Linked DNA regions of Mus musculus: regions 2 and 3 are each linked to region 1. A link is a contact called in public promoter capture Hi-C data. All regions are on one chromosome and are shown on one strand. Each heading gives the region's core, a stretch centred on a gene start, on an enhancer-like site or on the middle of the called end of the contact. The rest is flanking DNA. Distances are from core to core; before and after follow the strand shown. Region 1 holds the start of Ada (adenosine deaminase). Region 2 holds the start of Fitm2 (fat storage-inducing transmembrane protein 2). Region 3 overlaps Ywhab (tyrosine 3-monooxygenase/tryptophan 5-monooxygenase activation protein, beta polypeptide).

The links. Promoter capture Hi-C pulls out the DNA fragments that hold promoters and counts their contacts. Capture Hi-C pulls out chosen DNA fragments and counts their contacts.
Region 2: a promoter capture Hi-C map of liver shows a contact between it and region 1. The contact joins the promoter of Fitm2 here to the promoter of Ada in region 1. A contact is called at or near these places in 1 of 39 promoter capture datasets (cranial neural crest), 3 of 115 datasets of contacts at active chromatin or transcription factors (bone marrow-derived macrophages, embryonic stem cells and pancreatic cancer cells) and 2 of 9 other capture datasets (adipose tissue and liver).
Region 3: a promoter capture Hi-C map of 3T3-L1-derived adipocytes shows a contact between it and region 1, with 4 times the contacts expected there. The contact joins the enhancer-like site here to the promoter of Ada in region 1. A contact is called at or near these places in 9 of 39 promoter capture datasets (the 3T3-L1 cell line, 3T3-L1-derived adipocytes, cranial neural crest and 5 more).

Annotation. Positions count from the first base shown.
Region 1 is chr2:163,748,606-163,752,494 of GRCm38.p6, forward strand. Ada (adenosine deaminase) reads right to left here and starts at 1,634. Exons shown (of 12, transcript NM_007398.4): 1 at 1,454-1,634. The coding sequence starts at 1,486.
Region 2 is chr2:163,470,820-163,474,708 of GRCm38.p6, forward strand. It overlaps Fitm2 (fat storage-inducing transmembrane protein 2), which reads right to left and starts at 1,810. Exons shown (of 2, transcript NM_173397.4): 1 at 1,584-1,810. The coding sequence starts at 1,756. It overlaps 2310001K24Rik (RIKEN cDNA 2310001K24 gene), which reads left to right and starts at 1,726. Exons shown (of 1, transcript NR_028122.1): 1 at 1,726-2,184.
Region 3 is chr2:164,007,828-164,011,716 of GRCm38.p6, forward strand. Ywhab (tyrosine 3-monooxygenase/tryptophan 5-monooxygenase activation protein, beta polypeptide) reads left to right here. Exons shown (of 6, transcript NM_018753.6): 2 at 3,775-3,889. The coding sequence starts at 3,778. Among named protein-coding and RNA genes, the nearest start is that of Ywhab, 15 kb to the left of the region's middle. Within about 2 kb of position 1,629, at least 68 of the 459 cell types and tissues checked have an H3K27ac peak or open chromatin away from gene starts, as enhancers often do. A contact at or near this core is called in 3T3-L1-derived adipocytes and hippocampal neurons, where this site is marked.

The DNA of each region.
Region 1 (3,889 bases), core at 384-2,883:
TTCTTCCTCACCATGACACGAGACCTGTCCCACCTCAGAGGTAGCAGCCCAGCATGCTACCTTCCTGCTGACGTCACCTTCCAACATCCAGACACCAATGCTAACAGTCCTTTTCTCCAGGTGTGGAGTCTAAGAGCCCCGAGGGAAGGAATGACATCCCAGCATGGGTCAGATGACAATACCAGGGCTCATGATATATTGGCACTCCCCCCATCCCCCAAGAGCTGTTACAAAAGGGTAGGTGCCACAGAAGTGTAACCTGTCGCTCACCTTTAGTCACTCTCTTAGGTTTCCATCAGGAGAGATGGTTCCCCTGACCAAGGGTAGGGAGAATTCAGACCATCAAAAGAAAACTCACCCTTTGATGTCTAAGAGCACCAACTGTGGTCAGGAGCCACCAGACAAGATGTGCAGCAGGCATTGGTTGGGTAGGAAGACTTGCCCTGCCCTTCTAGCCTCTAGCTAGAGGGGCAGAGTGTGTTCCCTATGGTAAGTGCATGGAATACAGGCCCACTGCCCATCTTCCCTCCCGCTCCCTCCATGCACGCATATATGACACAACATGCACACGGGATTCATACGTCTGCCACCCCGCCCCCCACTCAGCATCTGTTTCTTGGAGGGGTAAGTCTAAGGGTGACTGTCTCTGATCCCTCCCCCTGAGTTCTCAGTCCCACACTCTGCTGACCAGTTCAATTTGCCTGGCTGACTAGACAGAATCTGTAAGGGCTGCAAATCTGGCCTTGGGGACCTGGAGTCTCCCTGTTTCCAAGAAGCCACAGCTTGCAGAAAGACAGATAAAGGGTTCTCCTCTGGGGTCAAGGGCTAAAACTTCATCCCAAATAAACCCATATGGCCAAACGGTCAGTATGTGTAGGGGTTCCTCCTGGCACCCTGAAGCCTCTATCCCTTCCTTTTCTGGTTTGGATCATAGATTTTCCCACGGGCGCACCCACAAACCTAGGTTACCTGTTGCCCACAAAGTAATCATAACACTTAAGTATAAAGCCATACACTGAACATTTAACAGCTAGAGACCCTGGGCCCCATTCTACTGGGGCTCAGACACCCAGGTCCTAGCCCAGTCCCACACAGCTGTGCAGCCCCGCCGCACTGGATGCCCATTGGCAGACAGCGAGGCTGAGACCTCCAGGGCACAGGGCATAGGCAGCAGCCGAACCCGAAGGCCGACTGGAGGCACTCCCAGGTTCGCATAGACAGCAGCCGAACCCGAAGGCCGACCAGAGACACCCCCAGGTTCTGGACACTCCCTGCCACATCGTCTCTCGCTCGACATCCCGGAAGCAAGCTAAGGCCTGGGTCGAGGGGAGATGCCTGCGGGAGTCCCCCTGCCACTCCATGCTTCTAGGTTAAAGGCGCCAAAGGCTGGGCCCCGCTAAGCCCCGGGACAGCCCGGGACAGAACCCTGGCAACGGAGCCCCTCGGTGCTTACTTTGGGTTTGTTGAATGCGGGTGTCTGGGCCATGGTTCCGAGCGTGTTCCCGGTTCTCTCCGCCGAAGCTCTCTGGGTCTGCGTTGGCTCGCTGGCAGGGTCGCTTCCCGATGGCTCTCAGAGACCGCGGCCCGCCACGCTCTTTTTTACCGGGCTGCCCCGGCACAGCCCCGCCCACGCTACGCCCACAGAGAGACCCCGCCTTCCGGAGCCACGGCCCCGCCCCCCCCCCCCCCCCCCCGCCTGCAACTCTGGCGCGCATTTCCCGGAATTCTGAACCCCAGACCTTCCCTGCTGGCTACACCCTAGGAAGCTCCCAGGTGAGCCCCCTGCAGACGCGACTCCAATGTCCTCACCTGCCCCTTCCGGGCCCCTTCAGTACCGAGGCTTCCAGTGTTGCTTGGGCGCCTACTTTGTGCAGGCTGAAGCTGGAGCCACACAGTCCTGAAGCCTTATGGGGCTGGATTTTGAGGGATAGACCCACTTGTTGCAGAATCACAAGGCAGAAGAAGTGTGTAATTAGGGAGATTTAGCGGCGACTGCCGGAGTTCACCAGGTGAGGGCGGGTGGGATGCAGAGAACACTGTTGTGTGTGAGAGAGACTCCTGAGAACTAAGTCTCCAGGGTGGCTGGAGACAGGGGGTGGACAGGAACACACAGTTCATCTCTCCTGGGGCAGTTACGCTGGAGAAATATGCCCACGTATCGAGATGTATTTAGAATGCTCACATCAGTGCTGTGGGTAAATACAGTGGACTGGTTTCTGCAGCAATAAAGCCAGTTTCAGCTACAAAGCACAGCACATGTGCTCAGACACAGTAGTGAAAGGGGGGCAGAAAAAAAAATACGCTGCAGAAAACTTCATACTATGGTCAACTTCTAGAACATATAAATAACAACATATGCATCAGGGAGGAGAAATGGGAAGCAAGGGAAACACTCTTAAATCTCAGTCCTGCCATCCCTGGGGTGGGCCATGCTGACTCTGTGGGAAGCCTAGGGCACATGGAAACATCCATTTAATGGTGGTATCCCAGAACTAGGTGAGATGCAATTCTCATCTGAAACTAAACAAACTTACAAATAAAGAGGAGGGGATGGGAAGGGGAGAGGGGAGCTGAGGCCAGCAGGCGAGGTGGAAGCTCAGAGAGATGTCACTGAAAGTTTGTCAGTGGTTTCAGGACAGCATCACACTTCTGTTTGGAAAACTCCAGCTGTTCCAAGTCTAGAAATTTAGCCAGGGAGACTTCACAGGTGAGCTGTTTAGAACCATACTCTAGGTTTGGTGGGATTTTGGGGGCGGGATGCAGGGCTATATTGTAGCAAGTTCCTTAAGTAACTTGTGCGCACCTTGAGGTGGGGATGCCCGGGTGTCCTTACATGAGGGGACAACATGAAAGGAGCTGGAGAAAGCGTGGTACACCAGGAAAGATCCAGGTGTGAGACCGTGGCGACTCTGGGCAAGAGGATGGACTCAGATCCCTGCTACTTGAAAGCAGCAGAATACAGATTTGGGATTCAGTTGTTTGTGGGAGTGAGAGAGAGGGTGGATCAAAATGGTACTTCTAAGACAGGGATGGGAATACTTGTGCCTGTAATCTTAGTATTCACCAAGCTGAGACAAGAAGATGCTGAGCTATTATTGAGATTTTTGAGATTCTGTTGCAAAAAAAGAGAAACATTTCCAACACATTGTAGCTTAGTGGGAGGTTTCTTTGTTACTTCAGATACATGACCATACACCATCACATGTGGACACACCCTCCCTAGCCCTTGTCCTGGAAGCACTTTGAAAACATCATTCCATTCAATCTGTCTACACCCTGTGAAGCAGAAACTGTTATCAGTCTACAAATGAAGTCGCCGAGGCCCCAAGAGGGCACAGGCCACTGGGCTCCTGGAAGATTAGTGCACTGCAAGGGAGGGTGGCACTTGAATTTGATTCTGACTCTATAGCTGGGCCTGGGCTGTGTCAAATCTTTCTCCAAAGTCCATCCAACTCATTCTTTGCAAATAACTTCCTGGTCCACCAAAAGTGACAAGCCTTTGCTGATCCTGTCTTTGCCTGATGGAGTCTTGCCCTGGGATGTCCTGAAGGACTTGCTCTTAGAATGTGGCAGAGGAGGCTACTGAACTTCCTTCTCTGGAGGGATTTGGGGCTCTTTCAACTTCCACTGGGACCTCTGGTTTTTGCTCTGGGAACTTGAGCCACTAGAAGACACCGTCACTGGTGGGAAATCCAGTTGGTTGCTGAGCCAAGCCCAGCTTTCAGACACCCCTAAAATCCCACTATGTCAGACACTGTAAAGTCAGCCCTTCAGCAACCCAGGTGACTTCAGTGTCCAGGGAAGCGCAGCCTTCATACCTTACTTACAAAGCTGTGGCAGGTGTTTCTCATCAGCCACCGTATCTGGTGGCAGGGACTTCCACCTGCCA
Region 2 (3,889 bases), core at 560-3,059, 280 kb before region 1:
CGACCACACTAGTGTTCTATTCTACAAAGCTGGTAAGTCTTATAAGGAAGAGCTTTACCGGCTGGAGAGATAGCTCAGCAGTTAAGAGCACTGACTGCTCTTCCAGAGGTCCTGAGTTCAATTCCCACAACCACATGGTGGCTCATAACCATCTGTCATGGAATCTGATGCCCTCTTCTGGTGTGTCTGAAGACAGCTATAACGTACTCATATACATTAAATAAATCTTTAAAAGAAAGAAAAGAAGAAAGAAAGAAAAAAAGAAAGAAAGAAAGCGAGCAAGCTTTAGTTCAAGCTACAAGACCATGGTTTGAATCCTGATTCTGACTCTTATTTATCTTCAGGCCTCAGTTCCCTCAGCTAGAAAAGCCAAAGGCACCAAACCGTTTTTAAAATCTCTTCCAGATCCAGTGAGTCACTGCCAGTTCCCTCCCATTAATCAGCATCATGTCTTGGAACAAAACATTAGAATCCATGGCTACCCCTAAACAATTGGCGTGCCAGGCTGCTGGGCTCCTGGTTCATTAGGCCAGATACAGCAACATCTGCCATGTCTGCCTCCTCTGAGCTCATGAAAGGTGGCTGACCTGGAGATCTGGGCAGAAAACACCCACCAAAGAGATCTGGAACAACTACCACCCTTACACTCTATTCTTAGACCAGCCACTACGAGTGGGGAAGGATGAAGGTGGGCCAAGGACAGGGCTCTTCTTCCCTAGGTTCCAGTAGTTTCTCAGACGCCACCAAAGGGCCCATTACTAAAACCTTCACAGGCTTGACAAGGAAAGCCTCGTTAAAACCAAGGTCTGTCAGAAACCTGACTCAGTTGCCCAAAAGAGAAAACCGGGTTTGAAGTAGATTAACAAGAGAGGCAGATTGTCCACAAGCTGGAGACACTCACTAGTCTGAAGCATTAAGCTCACATGGATGGAGCAATTTCATCTTCCAAACTCCCTGTCTAGCTCCAACGGAGTGTTGTGCAATAAACTTACGATGTAAGTGTTTCTAAAGGACTAGGAAAGAAATAAGTGGAGTTTGAGAGATGTCCCAACGAGATCGGCTGGGGTTGTTTTCCTGGGTGACTGCCATGCACTTTAGAGTACTGAGAAAGTCCAAGGAGATCCAGGAGAAAGGTCACCAGAGTGAAAGGTTTCACGCTTGCTTCTACTAACATGGGGCAGGGATGGCAAAAGCTCTTGGGGTGGTGGGTGGGTCTAGAGGTGGTTCTTTAAGTCAACGGTGGGATTTTTGCCACAGTGGTTAAGAGAGGGGTGTCTGACTAGCCGGCAAGAGGAAGGTGACATCTCCCTGAACAGGACAGGGGCAAGCGCCTAACTCTGGGGGCGGGGGAATAGCCGCTCCAATGTACCCACTGTCACTTATAACCCACCCGTCACCGACTCGATCCTCCTATCGGAATGCTCACATACTAGGCGCGAATGTCACTTGCTTTCCCAGGGTCCCAGTGTCGCGACACGCGCGCGGACGCGCCTGTCAAGACAGGGCTCCCTCCCGATGACTCGCCTGCCCCAGCATCCAACTGGCTTCTTGGGGCGCGGGGGCCCGGAGCCCGATGCACTCACACGTTGAGGACGTTGCGCTTGTTGCTGAGGTAGCTCTCGGGCAGCGGGGACAGCTCCTTGACGACCGAGCCCGCCAGCATGGCGGCCACCAGCGCCCAGGGCAGGTGGCGCCGCACCGTCGCCCTCACCAGCGTCCCGCGGAGAAACCACGCGCAGCGCTCCAGGTGCTCCATGCCGGTCCTTCTCGGCTACCGTCCGCCTTCCAGAGCCTTCTCGGCCACCGTCTTACCCTTCGCCCGAGCTGGCACCACCACATCCCCTCTGGGCGCATGCGCGCTTCCTGCAAGCTCCGCCCCCTAGAGGGCGTGTCTCCCTCTAGTGGCCTTGATGGGTCTCTGCAGAGTGCAGGTCTGCATTTACCTGCGCCGCTTCCACTCATCGCCCCCAAGCTACTGGCTGAGATCACTGCAGGCTGCTCTTTGCCTGGGCAACCTGCTCCCCTCATGTTTGTGGGATGGGATTCTCGCTTTCTTTATCTGCAAAACAAACAAGAGACCCACCTTTCTTAAGAGCTAGTTTGGGAGTTCCGTATATTGGGTCAGTTATAGGGTTTTTCAGATGAAATTTCTTTGCAAAGTCATTAATAAATTTAAATCTTATTTACTTGTTTTGTTTTCAGACTGGGTTTCTCCAAGTAGACCTGGCTGACTTGGAACTCATTCTGTATAACCAGGGTGGCCTCGAACTCAGAGATCCCCTAAACTTGACCTCCAGAGTACTGAGATTAAAGTCATGTGCCACTTCGGGTTTTGAGACAAGTAAGGGCACTTGTTGCCAAACCAAATAACCTGGATTCAGTCCTTGGGATCCACATTGTGGAAGGCAACTCCCATAAGTTGCTCTCTCCACATTGTGGAAGGCAACTCCCATAAGTTGCTCTCTCTCTCTCTCTTTCTCTCTCTCTCACACACACACACACACTAAATAAATAAATAAATACAGATAAATAGATAAGTAAATAAATGTAAGAATGAATCAGCTGAAAAAAAAAAGGATGAATCAACTGTGTTGTTGACTGAACATCTTGGGCTCCCAAGGTTTGCAGAGCTCACATGAGGTACTGGTGACTCAGTCACTCAGTTTTGTCCCTTAGCTAAGCTCCTAGCCCGTAATGTTAGGTGTCAAAGTCAGGGCTTCCCAACCATGAGTTATTCCTTAGTGACTGTAGTTTATAGATTAGCACTTTAAAATCAAGGTGAAAACTCAAACCCATCACTTTCTAATTATTTTACTATGTTCTATTATTATTTATGTTCTTGTTTGTCTATTTTGAAACAGGATCTCTTACGTGACCCTGGCTGGCCTGGAACTCACTTTATAGAGAGGGCTGGTTTTGAACCTGTGTTGTCTTCCTGTCTCAGCCTCCCTCTTGGGTGCTGGGATTACAAGCATGTCCCATCACATCTGGTTTATCTATGCCTGAGCCTACCTGTATCCATTGTGCCTCCCGGGAACACCTCTGTGCTCTCTTCTCCCTTCTGTGATATCACACAGGAAGCTTGAAATCAGCCACAATAGAAGTATTTGCACTAAGGAAATTGGCAAGTGCTACAAATCAGGCCTGTGTTCTGTCATCACCTGTCTTCGTTGAGCTGTGACTCCATTTGTCAATGTGTGGTTGAACTGAAATCACAGGTGAACCGTGGAGACAAATGTCCAGTAAAATCAATAACATTGTAAGCATCGGCGAGTTATATTTACAGTGAGGAGTGCCATGGGAGCTGGGACTGTAGTTCAGTTGGTAGGATGCTTGACTAGTGTGCACGAAGTCCTGGGTTCAATGCCTCGCACTGCATAAACTCTGTGTGGTAGTACCTGACTGTAATCTCAACACACCAGAGGTAAAGGCTCAGCCACACAGTGAGTTCAGGGCAAGCCTGAGATACATGAGACCAATCTTCTAAAAAAAGAAAAAAAGTGTTGTGTGTTTCATTTTCATGTACACCACTCTTTATGCTGAGAGGTTTTTATTTTAGAAAGTTCTTAATAAATGTATATATGTATATACTGATATATTTTCTCCAGGAGAGCTCATTATATTACACATTTATCAGCAAACCACTGTTTGCTGGGAATGTGGAGTGGGAATGGAGGAGGGAGGGAGAGAGAGAGAGAGAGAGAGAAAGAGAAAGAGAGAGAGAGAGAGAGAGAGAACCCAGTACCCAGTACCCAGTTCTACTGCTCTGCTGCCAGGGACCTCAGTACCACTCCGCTGTTGATTTTCAACTGTTGTTGTTTGTCTTTAATATATACATACTCATTTAGAAGCATTGTTTGTGTACAAATAAGTGGGAAGATACCCCATC
Region 3 (3,889 bases), core at 379-2,878, 260 kb after region 1:
GTCCTTTCACTGGGGTGTTGAGGTCATGTGTTCCAGGACAGGCACCTGGCTGGGAGTAGGTTTAAATGCCTACCGTCCTCAATTATGAGAATTGCTGGAGGTTCCTGAATCTGCTCTACCTTACCATTTTTTCTGTCTGGTCCACTGTCCCACAGATGGATGGATGGGTGGATACCAGATAGATTAACTGATTGATTGATTTTATGACTGTGTTTTTTAATGCCCTGTTCCTGGTGGTCACAGCTACTCTGCTGAGGGAGATGCTGTTGTCTGCATTTGTGAACTGAAAATCTTTAGTTTAATGGGATCTTTTCTGTGTGGTGGCAGATTGTGCTTTGACACATGGTGCTGTTGCCTTTCTGTGTTCTTTGTTCTCCCAGTCGTGCCTGTTCAGAAACTTAACAGATGCATATTTGAGCAGTTTGTGGCATTATGTCTGAATCCTTCCTTTGAGAGTAATGTGTGGGAAACTAAGTGGTAGAGCTTTCTCCACTACCATAGACCAGCGTAAAGAAGCCCTAGACTTAGGGTGCAGGTTTGTGTGGATTCAGAGTCCTGGATTGCAGATAGCTCTAGGCAGGTGGATACAGTTTACATAGGCATGAAGTGAAATATCCAGGAGAATATTGTAGATGAAGAGACCTGCATGTTTGAGTGAGGTATGAACAGGGCATGTGGGAATGTGTACCTAAGAACCTCACAGGCTGAAGGACTTTGAAAGCAACCCAGTAGGGTTTCTTAAGTGATACGCTAGTCCAAGGGGACCCTTGAGGTTATTGGGTATGGCTAACGTGGCAGTGAGTCTGTGGGGTACGGGAGTCTGTGGGGTCTGAGGAGTAGGAGCTTAGGATTCTTGAGGAAGGAGAAAATACTGCCAAGTTTGGAGGGTAGGGCCCGGATCTGTTTTACCATCTCATTTAGGAGCTCTTTGTGCATACCAGGCAATGTGCAGGAGACTGGGAGAGACTGGAAATAGAATACAAAATTTGGTTGATTCATTATAACCTTAGAAACAGAACAAAACAAAGTCCAGGGCTGTTACACAATGCTAGAGTGTAATATACATGAGGCTCTGAGTTCGAAGCCAGCCTGGATTACAGACTGAGTTCCAGGACAGCCGTGGCTATACAGAGAACCCTGTATAGAGAAAAAGAAGAAGAAGAAGAAAAAGAAAGATACCACAACCAAAGGCAAGCTAAATGAACAGTTTTAAATATCCGAAATATTGTGGTTTCAAAAGGTGGCACTAGTCACATTTTCTAGTGAATAGCCACATGTAGCTGGTGGCTGTGGTGTAGGGATCATGTGAGGAAGAGCTATTGCCTAGTGAGTGAGTCAAGACAGAAAGTGGATTTGTATGCAGACAGCCATTTTTACAGCAGCACGTGTGAGAGGGTTTGGTGTTTGTTGCTGTTCTCATGATCTAGGAAGACGCCATGGAAACAATCAGAGGATGGTTTTGATAGTTGAGACGTGAGGTAGCTCAAGATGGTGACCTGAAGTGCAGGTTGGGTGTTAGGTAGGCGAAGAAAGAGGGACTGTTTCATTTTTCCTTGTCTGTGCCTTCCTCCAAACTAGTAGATGTTGTGTAACCCATTTCCTGTTGAAATTGGCCCGGCTGCTCCAAATCCATGCTATGTAAGTCTTGAGTTATGTAAGTAAGCATCAGGGCCTTTAGTTAGTGTTTTCTTGTGTGTGTGTGTGTGTGTGTGTGTGTGTGTGTGTGTGTGTCTGCGCACAATTGAAAGTTTTAGAAAATACCCGTTTTCTTTTTAAAGACATACATTTATGTCTGCAGTAACATGATGGTTTTTAATCTTCAAGAACTCTGACAGTGTCAAAGAATCTTAAAATAGTTATTTTGGATTTGTTTATTTATTTTGATTTTTTTGAGACAGGGTTTCTCTGTGTAGCTCTGGCTGACCTGGAGCTTACTCTAGACCAGGCTGGCCTTGGAACTCACAGAGATCCACCTGCCTCTGCCTCCCAAGTGCTGGGATGGATTTATTTCTTTTTATGTATATAGGGGTGTGTGTGTGTGTGTGTGTGTGTGTGTGTATGTATGCATGCATGTGTATGATTATGTGTATGCATGCGTGTGAGTGAGTGTGTGTGTACGTGTGTGTACGCGCGAACGTGTATGCTTGTTGCTCACAGAAGCCAAAAGAGGGCATTGCATCATTGAAGCTAGAATTCTGGGTGGTTGTAAGCTGCTACAAGCATGAAGGGATTTGAACCCAAGTCCTCTTGAAAGAGCAGCTCTTCCCTGCTGAGTCAACTCTCCAGCCCCTGGCACTTCTCTTTGATGCTGCATGTCTAGTGTGGCATAGTCCCTCAGGAACTTGTTCTGTAGAAAGTCACCATTGGTGGGCTGCGCATAAGAATGCATGGACTTGTAGGTGACAGCTCTAAGAGAAAGGCCTAGGGTTTTCACTGGTTTTTGCCTGGGAGAACTGTCATTTCTGCTGACATTTCTTCTAGCCAGAATGCTTGCTGTTTGACTCTTAGCTGCTGTGGGATGCTGTGAAGTAGACAGTGAGAAGGGTCTTCTGTATTGGCAGGGTGTAGAGCTAAGGTTACTTTAAAAAAGAAAAAGCATCATGTATGTATTGTTATGTGTACTGTATTATATGTCCACACATTTATCTGTGTACCACATACACTCTGCAGCCAGAAGTGGGGTGAAAGTGGTCAGACCCCCTGGAACCAGCGCTATGAACTGCCCTGTAGGTTTTTGGAATTAAATGCAGGTCCTTTGGATTAGCGGGCAGCATAAACTTCAAAAAAAGTTATTAGGTGGCTGTCAACATGGCTTAGCAAGAAAAGGAGATTGGAGCCAAACTTGATGACCCAAGTTCAATCCCTGGAACCCACGTGGTGCAGGGAGAGAGCCAGCTCCCACAGTTATCCTCCTTTCCCCACACGTGTCCATGCATGCACTCTCCCATGGGCGTGTACACACAAATGAATGTTTAAAATACACAGAAAGTGTTTTAAAAGCACTTTCTGTGTATTGGGGAGGGGGATAGGATAGTGGAACAAAGAAGCTCTAGAAGAAGCAGGCAAGTTTAAAGGCCTTGTATTAAATAATAAAGCGTGAAAACTTCTATATAACGTTTAAAGCTGTAGGCCTTTTGCTGAGGCAGTCTCCAGCAGCCCATCTAACTTAGCCTGACTTCCAGCCTGCCCCAGCCAGGTGACTAGCGGTTTACCTCTCTGCTCTGCTCTGCTCTGCTCTGTCAGTGTCCTTTCCCTGCTGCCTTCAGCTCCTTCAGCCTGTCTCCCCTGCGGCACTCTCTCTGCCCAGAAGGTCCACCCTTGTACTTCCTGCCCCAGTGGTGAGACAACTCCAGATCGCCTCTTTGGTTGCCTAAGCCATTGAGGGTTGTTACAAATAGGAAGCTGGTGATGAGCTGTAGCAATGACAATACCAAAATTCTGCCATCACCAGAATTAACAATTTAAAATACATACCTTAATACAATATGGAAAAGGTCACTCCAACAGTCTTGACTTCCACTGTGTTCTACATGCTGGGCTCTTCTGGGTTCATTGTTTTCTTTCTTTTAATCTTCATGTTTTCTAAGAAGGTAGAAGGGTTTTTGGGATATGCCTACCATGTAGGATGGTTGATAACAGCTGACCAAAATGAGTTTTAAAGCCTTGGCCCAGTCTTGGCTCTGTAGACATTCAGTATATGATTCACATTCTTGATTGCATTGTAAGAGTGTTGGAAACCTGACATTTGCGTTCTCTGTGCTCTTGCTGTTGTAGAAAATGACCATGGATAAGAGTGAGCTGGTACAGAAAGCCAAACTGGCTGAGCAGGCTGAGCGCTATGATGACATGGCTGCAGCTATGAAGGCCGTAACAGAGCAGGGACACGAAC